Linked DNA regions of Mus musculus: region 2 is linked to region 1. A link is a contact called in public promoter capture Hi-C data. All regions are on one chromosome and are shown on one strand. The core of a region is the stretch at or near the end of the contact, and the rest is flanking DNA. Distances in the headings are between cores, read along the strand shown. Region 1 holds the start of Ctu2 (cytosolic thiouridylase subunit 2). Region 2 holds the start of Nup133 (nucleoporin 133).

Evidence for each region. Promoter capture Hi-C pulls out the DNA fragments that hold promoters and counts their contacts.
Region 2: a contact with region 1 is called in a promoter capture Hi-C map of liver, with 7 times the contacts expected there. The contact joins the promoter of Nup133 here to the promoter of Ctu2 in region 1. A contact is called at or near these places in 3 of 39 promoter capture datasets (the C10 cell line and liver) and 1 of 484 Hi-C or Micro-C datasets (CD4 T cells).

The regions. Positions count from the first base shown.
Region 1 is chr8:122,474,790-122,477,489 of GRCm38.p6, reverse strand. It overlaps Ctu2 (cytosolic thiouridylase subunit 2), which reads right to left and starts at 1,347. Exons shown (of 15, transcript NM_153775.2): 1 at 1,195-1,347; 2 at 901-975; 3 at 506-584; 4 at 254-313. The coding sequence starts at 1,262. Rnf166 (ring finger protein 166) reads left to right here and starts at 1,416. Exons shown (of 6, transcript NM_001033142.3): 1 at 1,416-1,627. The coding sequence starts at 1,473.
Region 2 is chr8:123,947,926-123,950,625 of GRCm38.p6, reverse strand. Nup133 (nucleoporin 133) reads left to right here and starts at 1,361. Exons shown (of 26, transcript NM_172288.2): 1 at 1,361-1,628. The coding sequence starts at 1,450.

The sequences.
Region 1 (2,700 bases), core at 98-2,597:
ATGATTGGCCAATCTTTGAAACTGTGTCCTAACAAATAAAGCTCAATAGGGATGTAGCCTGGGACCCTGTGTAGGGCATGTGTCTGGACTGCACACCTGCTGAATATATATGGGACATCCTAAAGGTGTCCCAGTTGGGGTGGGGTGGGGTACTGTCTAGTGTTAACCAAAAACTTCCATAGTATAGGCTGAGGAAGGAGGCCCCTGCTAATTCAATCCAGAAGCTTACGCCCAGAAGATGGTGTAGATGTACCTCAAGCACTTGCCAGACCATGGAGCTGGACGAAGGGCCCCCAGACCAGGACAGGAGCACCTGGGGGTGGGAAGGGCAGCATCAGCACGGAGGCATGCATCCGCAATATGAGCATGTCTTGTCCACTTCTTGGACAGCCCCAGACACCAAGTCTACCCTCAATGTCCAGGGACAGTAGGCCAGCTGAAGAAACGAACATAAACGGAAGACAGCAGGGCTGACAGCCGAGCGCCCAGGCACCACACATCGTACCTTCTCCCCAGGAAAGATGACCCGGTTCTTCCCAAGCATGGCTCTGAATTTGTGAACGTAGAATGCCTTGAAACAAACCCTGTAACACAGAAGCAAAGGGAGGCTGGCTGCACCTGCGCAGGAGACTGTGGGATTTTGTTTGACAGGGTCATCTCTGCAGCCCAAGCTGGCCTCAGATCGGAGGTAATTCTCCTGTCATGGACTCTGAAGTGTTGAATTGACGGGTGTGCCTAGTTTAGATGACAAGGGTCGTCACCAGTGGTTCCCACCACTATTTACGGTTAGGGCTAAGCACTTACAAGTTACCGCGCCTTTACAAGAAAACAAGCAAGCCTGGAAAAGGGGCGTGCGGGGGTGGGGGTGGGGTGGGGTGGGGACGGCTGCCCAGATCTCACCTGCAGAAGGCATCTCCCGCTCGTATCACCACCACCGGCAGGCCTTCTGCGCACTTCACACATTTCTGCTCCCGGCTTTGAGAGAACAAGAACATATGTGGCAGAATTCTCGCACCATGGCGGGCTTGGGGGAGTCAGGGTCGCGCTTCCCGGCCCGAGCTGGCGGAGGAAGCGCCAGGCTCACGCGCCAGGGCCTAGGTTTAGTTCTAGCCGCCGACTCACAGCAGTCCCGGAATTCCGGTTGGTGGGGAACCGAAGGGGACTGTCCCCGGCCTGGTGGTAGAAGGTTCTTACCTTGGCCGCGGCACGGGCGGAGGCTCCCGCCGCGCCGGCCCCGCGTAATCCTCACCGGCCTGACACATGGAGGGGTGGGTCCCGACTGCGGAGTGGCGTGAGGAGCCGGCGCGCTGAGATGCCGGCGCGCTGAGATGCCGTCACCGCCGAGCGGGCGCTGTCGTGACGCAACCCGGGGAGGTGGGGCCTGGGCGGTGACGCCAGCGCGGCGCCGTCGCGGCAGTGACGCCGGGTCTGCCGGCCTGGATAGGGGGCGGCGGCGGCGGCCTGCCCCGGGGATGGCGATGTTCCGCAGCCTGGTGGCCTCGGCGCAGCAGCGGCAGCCGCCGGCTGGGCCCGCGGGCGGCGACAGCGGCCTGGAGGCGCAGTTCAGCTGTCCCATCTGCCTGGAGGTGTACCATCGGCCAGTGGCCATCGGCAGCTGCGGCCACACGTGAGAGCGCGCGCCGGGAGCCCGCGGGAGGGGGGTCCGGGCCGGGGTCGTGGCTGGCGGCCGAAAGGAGACGTGGGGAAAGCAGCCCCTGCCCGCCGGCCGCGCGCGCGCCCTGCACCCGCCCCGGCCCCGCGCGTTGCCAACGGCCGCCGGCTGCTTCGAGGGCGGTGGACGCGGCCGCTGCGCCGAGCGCGGGGGTCCGGGCTTGCAGAGATCGGGTGAGCGGGCCGTTGTAAATAAACGACTTGTGGCTTCTGCAACCCACTCTGTTCCACCCCATGTCTACTCGTGTTGACTGTCAAGGAAATGAGTTTCCCTAAAGTTAGGAGAGGGACGCGTTTGGAGCCTGGTGTTTTGTTTTGAAGGACTTGGCCTATTCTGAACAGGAAGCTTCCAGGTAGCGGGGCCTAAAGGGACCCAGACATCAAGCACTTCGTTAGGTGCCCAGCTGAGCCAAGACACCCCCCACCCCCAATCTAGCGGCTCCTCCTCCCGTGTTTCAGGAGCAGAAACTTGAGGATGTGACTCTGCGCGGGAGGGAGCGGTGCTCAGGGCCTTCACAACCCCAGCCTGGTTGGGAGGGAGCCAAGATAGAACGTCTGCTCCATGACCTCCCCACAGTACAGCTCTTGAGATTAGCCGATAGAGAACGGGCAGGAGGAGGACTTGTCAGCAGACAGCCCCTCTGCTTGGGGCAGGACAAGGTGCACCCAGATTGGTGGGAGGCATTTTGCAAACAGAGGCAGCTGATTTTGGAGGCTCTAATGCAGAGGGAACTGGAGCCGCTTGGGTAGGCGTGTGCCTGCGAGTCATACAGGGAGGTGGCAGAGACCTTGTCTCCATCCAGGGCTGCCTTGACTTTCCCTGCCCCCTGTGTCAGGCTGAACCGAAGACTGGATCCCTCTGGAGAGCTCTGCTAGGTTGTCTTGGAAGAGCACAGCTAGCTCCTGCTCAGCCTAATGCTCCTGTGATATTCTAGCAGGAAGCCTTGGATCAGGACCCATTTTTTTGTATGCACGCACAAGTGGGTGTTTTACGGTGTGTTCTGTGAAGTGTTGTCTTTTTTTTTTTTT
Region 2 (2,700 bases), core at 112-2,611, 1.5 Mb before region 1:
GACTGTGGACTGGAAAGCTGCTTTCTCTCATCCTTAGGGCAGAGATGACTCCTCCCTTCCATGTTCTCTCTCCCCCTACCCCCTCCCACTGTATTTACTTCTGATATGCCTAACAACCTTGTGTCCATAATGGTCTCTCAGGTAATTGGGTTTGTTTGTTGGCATTTGAGACAGTGTCTCATGTAGCCCAGGGTGGCTTTGAACAACTTCTGGTCCTACAGAGATTATAGGTGTGTGCAGCCACACCTGGCTCAAGTAGCTACTTCTAAATGCTTTTCTTTTTTTTTCCGAGTTCAATTCCCAGCACCCATGCTAGGTGGCGCACAACCCCCCTGTAACTAACTTCAGAGTCCAATGCCCTCCTTCTGGCTTTCTGAGCTCTTAAAAGATCAAAACTGCCCCAAGGAACTCGATGCCTCTATCAGCAGGAAGTAGTCTACGGATATCGAAGCCCCCTTTTCCTCTAGCCTTCTTTCTCCTACCTAGTGTTGGGGGGTTGAGAGGGAGACAAGTGGTAGAAATAGGAACCCATAAAGTGGTCAAAAGTCTGGCTACAATGTTGTCTAAGTGGGACACAATGAAAAAACCGAAAAGGAAAGGCCACCCGAAGTAACAAGGGACCTCACAAGTTCAGCAAGGGTCCCTGGGCAGTTATCAGCCCTGAATATTTACAAACTCTAGTACAGCCTCGGGCTAATCTCAGTTCACTGTTTAGTAATGTGGGGAGCAGAATGGAAAAGACACCCCCATACACACACTACGGTCTTCCGAAACAGCCGCAGAGGACTAACAGAACTGTGTGCACGCCTGCTATCGGCTTCTACTAGGGTCTGGAACTTCAGGGGCAGCGATGAGAGTGAACATGCCCGGGGACTGGGGGCACTGTCATTTCCGAATCTCCGGCAGTAGGACAGACCCATCAAAATGCAAGCTGTGCCTGGAAAGCAAAAAGCTGCAACCCGCTGCAGAGCCCAGACAATCGAACGAAGAACAAGCCTGAACCGATCTGAATTAGGTTGGGAAAAACTGTGAGCACACCACCGCCGCCCAGAGCGCGACTTCCTCAGCTCCGCCCACGGGCGCCTCCTTCCCCAGCCCACGCTCGCCGCGGAGGGTCAGCTCCAGCCGGAGACCGGCGCTTCTGGCAAGCTCTCGGTCCGGAGCACTGGATCCACCGCGGTGAATCGGGTCGCAGGACTCCAAATCGCCTGCCCCGCCCCTCCCCGGTACTGGATGTGACGTCAACAAAGCGCTCCCAGTTCCGACCTTGCCCCGAGTCTCGGCGCCGATCTTTGACGTCATTGCCATGCGCCTTCCCCTCCCTACTCGCTGAGCGCCCCCTTACGTCATCTCTAGGCGCCTTCCCGCCCCTCAGGTGTTCAAGCTCCGGGCGCGCGAGGTTCTCGCTATTAGCCCGCGAGTGCCGCTTCCTCCACGCTCTCTGCAAACATGTTTCCGAGCGTCTCCTCTCCGCGAACCCCAGGGCCGGGGACCCGACGCGGTCCGCTAGTCGGGATCGGGCCCACGTCCACGCCTAGAGCGAGCAGGAGGGGTCTGTCTCTGGGATCTGCGGTTAACTCGCCCGTGCTGTTCTCGCCCGCAGGCCGGCGCAGCTCGGTGAGCTCACGGTAAGTGGGGGTTCGGGGACCAGCGGGGTCCGCTCCACAGCGGGGAGGTGGAGCCTGGCAGTGGGGTAAGCTGCCGCAGAGTTCGAAAGTACTTCTGGTCATTCTCGCGTTTTATTGTCGCTGCTTAATGGTGGCCCTCGTTTTGCCCGTTCTCTGTTTAACTCTTTATTGGACCCATGGATTCACTCTGTCTCCGCGCTACAGAAAAGAATGAAAGAACCTTTTGAGCACTACGCTTGCAAGGTAGGAACATACTTCAGATTATTGTAAAGATTAAAAAGTCATTTCTTTATTATGTTGACACAGGTCAGTGTCGGGCTGCTGTTTGTTTAAAGTTGTGGTTTGACTCTGTGGCGTTTGACACGAGTAACATTTGGTCTGGTGTAGTCTTTTTGTGATATAGTGTAGGAATGCAGCCTGGAACTCAGTCCTGTCCACTTTGGGACAGCCCATGCTACGTACCCTAGGCTGACTTTGCTCAATCCACTTTTAAGATTCTTCTATTTCAAGCATGCAGTAGCTTGTCTGGCTACCATCATTTTGTTTAACACTTCCAGCTTTAAGTCAGGATCTCAGCATCTCAGGATTCAGTACACCTATCTGAGTCATGGTAAGAGCCTACAAACCTGGCAAAAATGTTTTCTCAGTGCCTAGCAAATGCTTATTACTACATACTGATTGGCAGTTAAAGGACTTGGGCCACAAAATGTGATGGTTGTGACTAGGTTACATAAAAGCACTTTGTGTGTGTGTGTGTGTGTGTGTGTGTGTGTGAGAGAGAGAGAGAGAGAGCGTGCTTCACTAAAGATGCTGGTGTGCTGCCAAGTCCACATGTATAGTAGAATTGTTACCCTCCTCAATGTAATTAACACGAAAATTCAGAATTGGGTTACCTTTTTCTAGAAGAATTTCTTCTGTTCATCTTTCAAAAGTGAATTTCTGGGATGGAAAGATGGCTCTGGGGATAAGAGCACTTGCTTTTCGATATCTATCTATCTATCATACAATCATATATATATATATACACATATATACACACACACACATATATGTATATATGATGGGTTAAAAA